Regions from separate parts of the Sus scrofa genome. Here region 2 is linked to region 1. Evidence: chromatin contacts called from public HiChIP or PLAC-seq data. All regions are on one chromosome and are shown on one strand. Each heading gives the region's core, a stretch centred on a gene start, on an enhancer-like site or on the middle of the called end of the contact. The rest is flanking DNA. Distances are from core to core; before and after follow the strand shown.

Region 1 (6,013 bases), core at 1,985-4,484:
ACAGGCGCCGTGGTGATGATGGTGGTTTCTTTCCCCGAACGCTGGAAATCCATTGGTTGTCCATCATCAATTCCATGGTGCTTGTGTTTTTACTGGTGGGTTTTGTGGCTGTCATTCTCATGCGTGTACTTCGGAATGACCTGGCTCGTTACAACTTGGATGAGGAGACAACCTCAGGAGGTTCTGGTGATGACTTTGAACAAGGTGACAATGGCTGGAAAATTATCCATACAGATGTCTTCCGCTTCCCTCCATACCGTGGTCTGCTCTGTGCTGTGCTTGGTGTGGGTGCCCAGTTCCTGGCCCTTGGCACTGGTGAGGTGATAAAAGAAATTAATCAGGGATGTCTCCCAAGGGGTAGAACTAAGTAGGTGATTTGTTCGGAAGAGATCTCCGGATCTTCTCTTCTGTCCAAGGAGGGGAGCAGCCCTAAGGGGAGGGATGGCTCCAGCAAGGAGGGCTAGATTCTACTGTGGGTTTTCTGGACAACAAAATTGGGGGATATGGTTTTGCTGGAGGCCCTGTGACTGGGAGAAAGGGGGTGATTCCTCTGAAATTGCCAGAAAAGGGATAGGAGAGACCTAACACAGGCTTTCCACTACCACCTGCAGGCATCATTGTCATGGCGCTGCTAGGCATGTTCAATGTGCATCGTCACGGGGCCATTAACTCAGCAGCCATCTTGCTGTATGCCCTGACTTGCTGCATCTCTGGCTACGTGTCCAGCCACTTCTACCGGCAGATCGGAGGCGAGCGTTGGGTGTGGAACATCATTCTCACCACCAGTCTCTTCTCTGGTGAGGACTGCCCTTTCCCTGGTGGGCCAGTTTAGGAACTTCAAACACATTGTGGAGCCTGACAGAGTCAGTAAGGCTTTAAGGGAAGGAAATTAGGCAAAAGAAACAAGAAACTCAAAAGGCAAAAATGCAATTTTTTTTTTTTTTTTTTTTTTTTTTGCAGTTAGAAACTAAGCCCATAAAATGTTCTAGGCAACGTGATAAGCTCTCGACATGCCTTCATCTCATTTAATCCTCACGTTGACTGTATGAAGTAGGTCATATTGTCTCTATTTTACACAGATGAGGAAATTGAACTTTAGGTAACTTGTCTGAGATTATCCTAAAAAGCAGTGAATCAGGTTTCAGCCCTTGGCAGTCAAATTCTAGAGCCTGTATTCTCAACCGTTACACTTGAGAATAATAACACTTTTTTCCCCCCTTTCTTTTTTGGTCACCCCAAGGCATACAGAGTTCCCGGGCAAGGGATCAGACCTGAGCTGCCACAGTTGTGACCTGCATCACAGCTGCAGCAACACCGGATCCTTTTAACCCACAGTGCCAGTCTGGGGATTGAACCTTGAGTCCTAGTACTACAGAGACACCACCAATCCCTTCGTGCCACAGTGGGAATTCCTGTAGTAACAGTCTAATTTTTTGATATTCCTTTTTTCTCCCAAGTTTTTTATTTTTGAAGTGGGCTACCCTACTGTAGCTTTCCAAGCCAGCTTGTCCTCTCAAAGCAGTAGTAATTTGCATTCTGAACCTTTTGTGTTTTCAACCCTAAGTGATTTATATTCTATCACATCTGTGTCTGAACCAGGGCTTTCTGAAAACAGGGCCTTAATTCAAAGGAATGTCTCATGCTAGGACTCAGCAACACCACAGCAGGACAGGCCTTGGAGGCAGGTGGATTTGTGTCACTCTCTGATCTATGTAATGGCTGCCTGGATCCTTAATGGATAAGGGTGGGGGGTGTTGGTAAGCTAAGGACCAAGGAACAAAAAGACATGAAGGGTGGAGTCAGCCTGGGAGCAGGATGTTTTATTCCTCACGCCTTTAAATCTAGTCTGATTAGGTGTTCCCAGGGATACAGCTCCTAGTGCTGACCCTCCCTCTGGGGGACCATCCCTGCAGTGCCTTTCTTCCTGACGTGGAGTGTCGTGAACTCCGTGCACTGGGCCAATGGTTCAACACAGGCTCTGCCAGCCACCACCATCCTGCTGCTTCTGACGGTTTGGCTGCTGGTGGGCTTTCCCCTCACTGTCATTGGAGGCATCTTCGGGAAGAACAATGCTAGCCTGTTTGATGCACCTTGTCGCACCAAGAACATCGCTCGGGAAATCCCGCCCCAGCCCTGGTACAAGTCTACTCTCATCCACATGACTGTTGGAGGCTTCCTGCCTTTCAGGTATCCTCCCTTTATTCCATGGCCATCACTCTCAGGTTCTTGGCCTTAACTTCCCTACTCACCCCATACCCTAACCCAGTATCAGGAGTAATCCCCAGTTCGGCTATTACCATTAAGAGATCACTAAGTGATTCCTCCTTTCTCTAAGCAGGACTGAGCTTGAATCAGTCAGTTCAAATATGAGGTTGTCTCACTTGTAAAGCTTTCCAGAGACATTGCTCCTTAAACCATCTTCCTCATTTCTGACTTTAGGGACACCATGTGGAGCTTAAAGCCCATTCGAATACTCATTCGGTTTGAGTGCCTCTCAGTACCAGGCAAATACAATGGGAAAGTAAAACAGATAAGATACCTGTTCTCAACCTACTAAAGATGTTCTTGAAATGAGAGCAGCTAATCATAGGTAAAAGAATCGCCATCAAGCCAGAAACTCCAGGGTAGGGAGTGGAGTGGACCTGCTTTCCACAGTGATCCAATAACATGGAGGGGTGGTGGCTGGATTTTTGCCTGGCCACTGCTGGCAACACACAGCCCTTTAATGCTGTGTATCGTCTCTTCTCTTCACAGTGCCATCTCTGTGGAGCTGTACTACATCTTTGCCACAGTGTGGGGTCGGGAGCAGTACACTTTGTATGGCATCCTCTTCTTCGTCTTCGCCATCCTGCTGAGTGTGGGGGCTTGCATCTCCATCGCACTCACCTACTTCCAGCTGTCTGGGGAGGATTACCGCTGGTGGTGGCGATCTGTGCTGAGTGTTGGCTCCACTGGGCTCTTCATCTTCCTCTACTCAGTTTTCTACTATGCCCGGCGCTCCAACATGTCAGGGGTAGTACAGACGGTAGAGTTCTTTGGCTACTCCTTACTCACTGGATACGTCTTCTTCCTCATGCTGGGCACCATCTCCTTTTTTTCTTCCCTAAAGTTCATCCGTTATATCTATGTTAACCTCAAGATGGACTGAGTTTGGGGTGGCAAAACTATTGCTCTTCTTTCCCTTTCTTCATACCCCATCGATCTCTTACCGTCATCTTTTCTGACTGAGTGAATGAGTTGTGTGATGGCTTTGTTGTCTTCCCCTTTGCCCTTTGGGCCTTCCTTCCCCAGGGAGGGCCTGGAAATTATAAGTCTCTATTATATAAGGAGTATATATTTGAACTTTTTAAGTTGCCTTTAGTTTTGCTCCTGATTTTTCTTTTTACAATGCCAAAATAAAATTTATTAAGAAAAAGGATACTGTAGTTGGAGGATTTGGTCTGGATATCGAAACGCGTGCCTTGCCATTAAGGGCACTGTCTCATAGAAAGCCGGGTCGGCAGCGGAAAGCACGGGATTCGAATTCTCCACGGAGCTTGGGAACCCTCGGCTGGGGGAACCTCCCTTACCAGGGCCCTGTTTCAGCGGCTCAGCCGGAGCTCAGCCCAACGGAAGTGGCGGAGCCGGAGCTCTGCGGGAAGCTAGTTGAATCACCTTGGCGACGGGAGGGGCGCGGAGCAACGCCCCTTCCGCCGGAAATGGGTTATAGAGCCTCCACGTGCTGTCCCTCCCCCCGCCCGGGCCGGTAGTGGCGGCTCAGCTGCTGCCATGGAGCCTGCCGGCCTAGAACAGATACTGCAGGAGCTGCTGCTGCCGGACACAGACCGCATCCGGCGGGTACTGGGGCAGGCGGGACCAGACCGGGCCGGGGCGAGAGGAGGGTTGCGGGAACGGCCTGACTCTTGACCCCTAGGCTCTCCCCAGGCCACCGAACAGCTCCAGACCGCTCTGCGGGACCCCACTGCCCTGCCCGCGCTCTGCGACCTGCTGACCTCGGCGGGCGACCCTCAGGTGAGGCTCCTGCCCCTTCCCGCTGAGCTGCCCTTAGTACGCTACCTATCCAGCCCCAGCTCCAGCCCCCGGCGTCCCGCGCCTTCCTGCTCCGACCCTCACATGCCTGCTGCTTCTCCCTGCCGGAACCCTCACATGCTTGCTTCCTCATCCCAGATCCGGCAGTTCGCAGCTGTGCTGACCCGCAGACGACTGAGCACTGGCTGGCGGCGGCTGGTGGTGGAGCAACGGGAGAGGTGGGCTGGGCCAGGGGCGGGGCGGGGCCAGGCTGAGGCGGCTCTTGGGTTCCTAACACCTGCCACTTGTGTTCCAGCCTCAAGTCCCTGATCCTGTCGGCCCTCCAAAGAGAGACAGAGTAAGTGCCTAGAGCCCCCTCTCGGGGTCCTAACTGATTCCAGGCTGAGACCTTCTTCAGGTTTCTACCTTCTTTTTCAGCTCTAGGCTGGATCTTGGGGGGCAGGGACTACAATTCTAGACCAAGGAGGAAAGTTCTTTAGCATGGGCTGTGATTGTTTGTCAAAACCGAGTCCGAAGAATGGAACTGAAATTCAGTATGGGTGATGTCAAACTCACCAGATTGCACACCCACCATGGTGCTGGCTTCCCCTTGAGCTTCTGCCTTATGTGTTCCAATTTGGCAGAGACCCTGTGCCCACATCTGGAGGTTTCTCTTGTGGCCACCCGGTGGAGGCAGGGCCATTGTGTGCAGGGGAGGGTATTGGAGGGTGATTAGGGGTGGGGAATCTCTCCCTTTGCAGGCATTCTGTGAGCCTTAGCCTGGCCCAGCTCTCAGCTACCATTTTTCGAAAGGAAGGCCTGGAGGCCTGGCCTCAGCTCATGCAGCTTCTTCAGCACAGTACCCACAGCCCCCACATCCCAGAGAGAGAGGTACCAGCGCATGGTTGGTGGGAGGAAGGGACCTAGAGGCTGGATGGACCATGTAAGCTTTTCCCTCTCAACTCCTGTTTCTCCTGGGCAGATGGGGCTTTTGCTGCTAAGTGTGGTGGTAACCTCCCGGCCTGAAGCCTTCCGACCCCACCACCGGGAGCTTCTTCGGCTTCTGAATGAGACCCTGGGTGAGGTGGGCTCTCCTGGGCTCCTCTTCTATTCCCTGCGCACTCTGACCACCATGGCTCCTTATCTCGGCACTGATGATGTGGTGAGATATGGTCCCTCACCTACCCTGGCTCCCTGTCCTTGGGCTTTCATGTCCTCACCCTTGCGAGTCCCAGAGGTACTTCAGATTCTTTCTGGTTTTTGTCCTGCCTAACAATTGAAAGGGGATCCTGTGGGTGGGTTTGCCTGGGCTTCTCCTACATCCAGGCTTCGAGGAGGCTGCCAGATCCTCGAGCTTGAGATTAGGCTGCATCGTGCTTTCTGTAATTCAGCTTGTCCTGTGTTCTCCAGCCTCTTGCGCGGATGTTGGTGCCCAGGCTCATCACGGCCGTGCAGGCTTTGATCCCTGTAGATGAGGTGAGAGCGTTCGGTAGGAGCTCTGTTGGAAGGAAAGGGCGGGAGTGTTCCTCCTCGTTCACCAGAGGAGAGCACTGAAGCCTTGTGACTTCTCTCTCTGGCAGGCAAAGGCCTGTGAGGCCTTGGAGGCCCTGGATGAACTGCTGGAGTCAGAGGTGCCCATCATCACCTCCCACCTCTCAGAGGTCCTCACATTCTGCCTGGAGGTGAGCCCGGGGTTGGTGCTGTCCCTGCTGATTGTTTTGATGAGAGTTTCCTTGTCTGTTTCTGATTCGAGTTGGTCTCTGGGCAGGTGGCTAAAAATGTGGCCTTGGGTGACGCAATACGTGTGCGTATTCTCTGCTGCCTCACATTCTTGGTCAAAGTGAAGAGCAAGGTGAGTGCCCTCTGACACATATCACCCCACCCCATCTCCATCCTTCATATCTTACTCTGGGGCTTTCTGTCCATCTTAGGATGTCTGAAGTACTATCATTAAGATGTTTTGATTTTGGTGTCAGCCCCAGCTCTTGGCTAGGAGATTGGGAAT
Region 2 (6,509 bases), core at 1,752-4,251, 120 kb after region 1:
AGTGACACGCTCGGCCACATTGCTCAGCATCTTGTTGTGCCCTTCGGCCACCCGCATGGCCACGGGGCATAGCTCCTGCGTTAGGCTGACCATGGACTCCAGGATCACCTAGTAGGAGGGGAAAGGAGGCCGGAGCCCCAGGGAGGGCAGGGTCAGGGCTGGCACCACAGCGGAAGGGACTCCAGCCTGTTTATTCCAGCTCTTGCCAAGGTCACAGGGCTAGTTAGCAGCAGAGTCTTGCACACTCAGGCTTCCTCACATCCTAGCCATCCTAACACATGGACTATGGACAGGGGGGAGTCAGTCCAAGGATCAGACTCCAGAGGGAGAGGTCAGAGATGAGGGGCTAAGGCTGAAGGTAGCAGCAAACATCCAAGCCCGGGTTCCTAGCAATGCCTCTCCCAGTGGGAGTATGGTCTCCTCTCTTCATTTCCTTCTTGCGCACAGTCCTCTCCCCAGGCTGTCCTCAGCCTTCTGCTTAGGGCCTTGGGCAGCCCTGGCTCCCTCCCCGGGACTTGCCTGCAGCTCCTTGTCCACAGCCTTGGATACCTCACTGGCTACTGACTCCAGCCTCTGCCGCACAGGCCCGTCGTTGGCCAGCATGTGGCCCAGCTCATAGAGGCTGGGAAACAGCTGGGGAAGGAAGGGGCTCTGATCAGAAGGGCAGAATCAGGCCTCACTAGGTCCCTGGGGACCCTGGGCTAGGAGGGCAGATGCCCGGAGCAGGGCCTGCACACTCCCTGGCCTTCTTGGGCCGTCCAGACCATCAGGGGCGGGTGGGGCTGCAGAGAGCTCACCGCCCGGGAGTTCTTGGCGTCCTTGATGAGGTCCCGGGCGTAGAGCAGCTCATCCTGCACAGGCTCCAGGGGGCACAGCCTCAGGGCCCGAACCTCCTCCTGCACCCGTCCGCACAGCCTCTGCAGCATCTGTGGCACAGGTGGCAAGAGTGTCAGGGGGAGACCCCAGGCATCTTCACCTTCCCAGGTGAGCCCCCTGGGCCCCCCATTTCTGGGCCCAGTTAGGCAGTGCTACTGGTGCTAGCACTGACGGGTAAGTGTGATGGGGGGGGCCTGTTCCCTCTTCTGGGGCTGCCCTCTTCCATGCTTGGTGCAGCTCCCAGGCCTGTGCCCTCTTGCCAGCCCCCTTGACGGCTGACCCCTTGCTGTTTGACCATATTTTCTCTCACTTTGGGGACCCACATCCTGCACGTCTATTATTTTTGCTTTCCCACGTGCACGATCCAGTTGTGGACATCACATAATGCCTCTGTCGTGCTGCCTCCCCGCCCTGCGCTCCATCACATGACACCCATGCCCAGCATGCCCCGGGCGTGCCCCCTGTGGCCCAGAGGGAAACGTTTACTTGCTCGGCGCTGCTGGTCACCAGGCCCTGCTGCAGCCTGAAGGCCTGTTCCTGGGGACACGTCTGGGAATGGTTATTCCTCACCAAGCACCACTGGATCTGGAGATGATGGGTTCGGCAGGGAGAGGGGGTGAGGGCCAAGTGGTGCGGGCTGGCCCCCGCCCCTCGGGTTCCACCCTGCTTAGGCTGCCACCTTCTGCCAGACGTCCTCGGTGCGCTCGGGGGCGCTGCGGTAGGCTTGGGAGATGTCGCTCACAGGGAAGGACATGAAGCGCAGCGTGTGGTTGCTGTGGGACAGAGCAGCACAGCTGGGGGGGCAGAGGTGTCAGGAGAGGCACCCGCTCCAACCCCCACCTCTTGCTGACCAGCCCCCTCTCCTGGGGCCCTTCCTAACCTTTCTGCGCAATTAGGTCAAGTGGGCTGGGTTTGGGCTGGAGTAGTCCCGGCCTGGTCCAGGTTCAGGGAGGCTGGGGGCCTGGGTCAGGGCCGGGCCCTGGTCTACTCACCTCTCTAGGGCCCTTGCAATGTCCAGAAAGCCCAGGGCAGATGTATTGTTCCGATCCCACAGGATAGTCCTGGGGAAAGGATGAGCACTAGGCTGTTACCCCTCCCCCACCTCTTTTTTTGGGGGGTGCTGTACCCACAGCATATGGAGGTTCCCAGGCTAGGGGTCCAATCGGAGCTACAGCTGCTGGCCTATATCAGAGCCACAGCAATGTGGGAACCAAGCCCCATCTGCGACCTATACCACAGCTCACGGCAATGCTGGATTCTTAACCCACTGAATGAGACCAGGGATCGAACCTACAACCTCATCGTTCCTAGTCAGATTTGTTTCTGCTGCGCCTCGACGGGAAGTCCACCCCTCCCTCTCTTAGAGGGCAGGGACACCCCCCACCCCCCTAGGCAATGAGGCTGACTCAGAGATGATTCTGGGAACCAACTCTGGTTCCCAGAAACTGGCGGACAGAGCAGCGAGGCAGCAGGGAGGGCCTGTGTAAGGCGGGGTGGAGGGCTGGGGCTCAGATCAGAGGGTCCAGGTGTGGGCCCCACCTGAGGGAGGAGTTTATCTGCAGGGCCTTAGACAGCATCTTGGCCCCGATGTCCTCCATGCCATTGCCGCTCAGATCCACCTTAGCCAGGCAGGTGTTGCTGCCCAGGGCATTGATGAGGATGCTGGTGCGAAGCTTCAGCCGGGAGTCTGCCACGGACAGTGACTGCAGGGACTGTGTGGGCAAGTACGGGGTTGGGCCCCGTCCCCACAGATCCCGTCACCGCAGGTCCCCTCCCAGGCCCAGGCACTCACGCAGTCCTCTTCCTGGATCAGCTGCACCAGCTTGTGGAGGATCTCCTCCAGGGTCCTGCGGGGAGTGGGGGCTCAGAGTAGGAGGGAGGGGGCTGGGGTCATGCTATTGGAGCAGCAGAGAGGTGGCCAGAGGCAATACAGCGAGCCCCAAAGGATAGGCGGATGATGGCGTGAGGGTCTGTGGGTGGAGGGAGGGGGCCTCACTTGGCTTTGACGTTGAAGTTCTTGCCCAGGAACAGGTGCTTGAGAGACTTGTTCTTGCCAAGTGCAGGCACCAGCGTCAGGAGGTCCGAGTCAAACCCTGGCCAACAGATGGGAGAGGCCTGGCCTTGAGGCCCAAGGCTCACCAGGGTCTCCTTAGGGCTTTTCCCCCATGCTCTAGGCCCCTGTCCCTACCTGGCCTCCAGGAAGGGAGGTGCCCCCACTCACCATTGTCTGACAGATCTAGGCTGCCCACACAGGTGACAGCCCCCAGCTGCTCCTGCAAAGCCTGGGCTCCAGCTGAGCGCAGCTGCAGGGACACAGTAGGGGGTGGGGCAGGGAGGCAGGGTAGGGGTGGAGGAGAGGACACTTTTAATGCTGAGAAATAAGAGTAGTCAGCCAGGATTCAAGGTCAAACCAGGTCTCTTGGTGTAAAATCAGGAGACCCTTTCTCTCTCTCTCTCTCTCTCTCTCTTTTTTTTTTTTTTTTTGCTTTTTAGGGCCTCATTAGCAGTATATGGAGATTCCCAGGCTAGGGGTTCAATCAGGGTAGGGGTTCAGAGCTATAGCTGCTGGCCTACACCACAGCCACAGCCATAGCAGCAGCAGCACCAGATCTGAGCCGTGTCTGCAGCCTACACCGCAGGTCACGGCAATACCAGATCCTTAACCCACTGAGCGAGGCCAGGGATCTGACCCGCAACCTCATGGTTCCTAGTCAGATTTGTTTCCACTGGGCCACAACGGGAACTCCAGGACCCTTTCTCTACACCAGATCCTTTCTTAGGGCTCTCTTCCCTCACTTCCGTCAGGAAAATCTGGGGCGGCTGCTCTGGAGACAGCTTGCTCCTGCCCTCTGGTGGGGGAGCGTGGTATCTCCCACCCCAAAGAGGTCACGAAGGAGCTCCTGGAGACTGAAAATGACCTCTAGATAGAGGGACGCAGACCACAGTCCAAGAGGGGACAGAGGGAATGTAGTCAGGTCTGGGGGGGGTCACAGAGGAGTAGCGCGGAGGCCCGATGGAGCCAGGGCTTGACTTAGGTCAGAGGAACGAACGGTGGGCGATGGATGGGGGACTGAGGGCTCACCTCGCAGCTGCTGAGGTCCAGATGCAGATCGCTGAGGTGACTGTTGAGGGAGAGGCCCTGGAGCAGCGCCCTGTGGGAGGAAGGTCAGCAGGCCCACCTTTACTCCTCTCCCCGTTCTTCCGAGGTTCCCCCTCGGACGCCCCCCAACCCTGCACCCACCCGACCTGAGGGCCTCCAGGGGCAGCCTTGTGGCCGACAGGTTGACGTGGCTCAGAGTGTAGGCGCTGCTGAAGAACTGCTTGAAGGCTGCTGGGGCTTCCCGGCCCTTTCTGCGGAGACACCTGGGGTCAGCAAGGGAGGGGGCGCCCACGGTTGGCCCTGCCCCCTGCACCCCTGTGCCCCCACCTGTGGGAGCAGCTGTTGCGCGCCAGGTTGAGGTAGGTGAGGTGGGAGCAGCAGCCATGGAGCAGGGCACCCAGAAGCTGTCAGGGGAGACAGGGTGTGTCTCGTGGGGCCAGGATTCCCTCCTCTCTCCCCACCGAGGTCCTGGTGCTTCCCCCTCGGTGGGCAGTCTATGCGGGCCCCACTGTGCCTGCCCACGCAGCCCCTTCGAGCCTCAGTTTTCCCTCTGTGGAAAGTGGGTCTATCCCACATGCTTGGCCCCCAGGGGTGTGAGAGGCTCACAGGCAGTGGACATGGAAAGCCAGGGCCACGGCAGGCTCATAAGGTGCCTGGTGCAAGTTAGGGAAGGGGTCCTGTCCTCCTCCTTCTGCTCTGTGTGGGAGTGCCTAGCTGGGGAATGGACCTGGGCTGGCTCTTAGGCACAGCCAGAACAACCAAGACACAGTGTGGCACAGGTGTGAGCTTTGTCGTTGCTTTGTAATTCAGCTGAACCTGAAACCATCCGGCCAGCTCTGCCCACCTCCATACTCAAGGCGGGGGTGAGGCAGAGACCCACTCTGGCCTCCCCAGATCCCTGCAGGCTGGGTTCCCCCATCACCAAGCCCTCACCGAGTCAATGGCACAGTCGGTCCCCGCCAGGTCCAGGTGTACCAGGGCGTTGGGCTGGGCCAGGAAACTGTAGAGGGCCTGGGAAGGAAGGACAGAAGGGCTGCAGGGGAAGAGGTGACAGAGCCCCTCCCCTCCTAGGGGCAAAAGGGCAGAGAGTCTAGGCTCTGAAGCCTGAACGTGCTTCTACAGGGGCTTGAGGCTACATTCATGCACTCACATTGGCCTCGTCTGTGGCGAGCAGCCCAGGGTTCTTGCTCAGGTCCAGGTATCGAAGGGAGCTGGCAAAGGCCGGATTGGCCCCGAAGGTCTGGCCCAGTGCCTGGAGCCCTGCGCACAGCGGGCACTGGGCTGGGTTGGCCCCCACCCCCACCTCGTTCCCTTGTACACAGCTCTTCCCGGCTACCAAAATGTGGCTCCTTTCCCTTCCTTGATCCCCGGAATGCTGTGTGACTGCGTGGGTACTCTCCCTGGGGCTCAAAACCTAGGCAGCACTGTGAGGGCCGGAGAGGGTGGGTCCGAGTCAGAGATCAGGGGTCCTGGGGCAAGTACCTCGAGGGGAAATGGCAGTCTTGGCCAGGCACAGCTTGGTGAGGCCAGTGGGAAAGCAGAGGAGCTGCTGGCTCAGACTGAGGAAACCTGAGGAGAGAGAAATGGGCCCCCTGAGAGGTGGGCTTAGGGGCAGGTGGTGCAGAGTCAGACTGGGGGCTTGAGCGGATGCTGGCCTGGGTCAAGAATGGCAGAATTGGGACAGGGGCTGGCATCAGGTCGGAGAGCCGGGTTGGACTCTGGGTTGGGACAAGGGGTCTGCATTGTGGTGGGGGTAGGATTCAGGGCTGGGGCTCACCCTTGTCCTCGATGGGGTTGTGGGACAGAGTGAGGGCATGCAGCACACAGCTCCCGTTCTCCCCAAACACCCCGGCCAGCTTCTGGACAAAGTCCCTTCAGGGGAGGGGAGGAAGGATGTGTTTGTCCCAGGCCCCGGGCTTCCCCTCCTCCTCCACCTGCCTGCCTGGCTGGGGCTGCAATGCTTAGAGGCCCCCACCGGCGGGGAGCAGCTTGGGGCCTGCCAGGGAGTTTGTCACCACTCTGGAGTACCTAGGAAGTTGTGCAGAGACAAAGCCTAGCTTTGGGTCCTCCAGACCAGAGCAGCGCACTCTGCTCAGTGGTTGATGGCGGAAAAGGGGCAGGGCATATGGAGATACTGGGGAAAGCCATGGAGTTGGGGGGGCAGGAGGCTTAGGTGTGCCTTGCCTGGAGCCCTCTTGGGGCCTCAGTCTCCTCTTCTGTAAAGCGAGGAGCCGGGTGAGATAGTTCAGAGGCCCATAGCATGCACTGAGGTTCCGGGACCCTAAGAATACATCAAGGGGCCACCACTGCCCAAAGAGGAGGCTGGCCTCACGTCTTAAGCCCAGCGTTGTCCAGCACCAGCTCTTCCAGGCTCCCCGACTTGCTGAGGGTGTGTAGCACCTGTTCGAGCACTTCAGAGCCCTGAGGAGAGTGGGTCATGTGATCAGGAGCCAGAGAGGGCATGGCTCTCCCCTCCCCACCCTGCCCCTCCTAGACTCTACCAGCCGCAGGTCCTTGCAGTAGAGTTTGGTGA

The links. HiChIP or PLAC-seq counts read pairs in DNA pulled down with a chosen protein or histone mark.
Region 2: an H3K27ac HiChIP or PLAC-seq map of skeletal muscle shows a contact between it and region 1. The contact joins the enhancer-like site here to the promoter of IPO4 in region 1. A contact is called at or near these places in 1 of 47 Hi-C or Micro-C datasets (fetal liver) and 2 of 2 datasets of contacts at active chromatin or transcription factors (alveolar macrophages and skeletal muscle).

What each region holds. Positions count from the first base shown.
Region 1 is chr7:75,106,610-75,112,622 of Sscrofa11.1, forward strand. It overlaps IPO4 (importin-4), which reads left to right and starts at 3,235. Exons shown (of 30, transcript XM_013978187.2): 1 at 3,235-3,837; 2 at 3,925-4,011; 3 at 4,168-4,247; 4 at 4,325-4,366; 5 at 4,770-4,899; 6 at 4,991-5,170; 7 at 5,419-5,484; 8 at 5,589-5,690; 9 at 5,777-5,860. The coding sequence starts at 3,769. TM9SF1 (transmembrane 9 superfamily member 1) reads left to right here. Exons shown (of 6, transcript XM_013978190.2): 3 at 1-315; 4 at 612-797; 5 at 1,914-2,187; 6 at 2,755-3,418. The coding sequence ends at 3,148.
Region 2 is chr7:75,231,215-75,237,723 of Sscrofa11.1, forward strand. It overlaps CARMIL3 (capping protein, Arp2/3 and myosin-I linker protein 3), which reads right to left. Exons shown (of 41, transcript XM_021099222.1): 9 at 6,478-6,509; 10 at 6,309-6,397; 11 at 5,754-5,848; 12 at 5,459-5,545; 13 at 5,127-5,236; 14 at 4,910-4,987; 15 at 4,304-4,380; 16 at 4,123-4,227; 17 at 3,959-4,028; 18 at 3,098-3,179; 19 at 2,873-2,969; 20 at 2,669-2,723; 21 at 2,416-2,588; 22 at 1,869-1,937; 5 more. Among named protein-coding and RNA genes, the nearest start is that of CARMIL3, 6.8 kb to the right of the region's middle. Within about 2 kb of position 3,002, at least 20 of the 83 cell types and tissues checked have an H3K27ac peak or open chromatin away from gene starts, as enhancers often do. A contact at or near this core is called in alveolar macrophages and skeletal muscle, where this site is marked.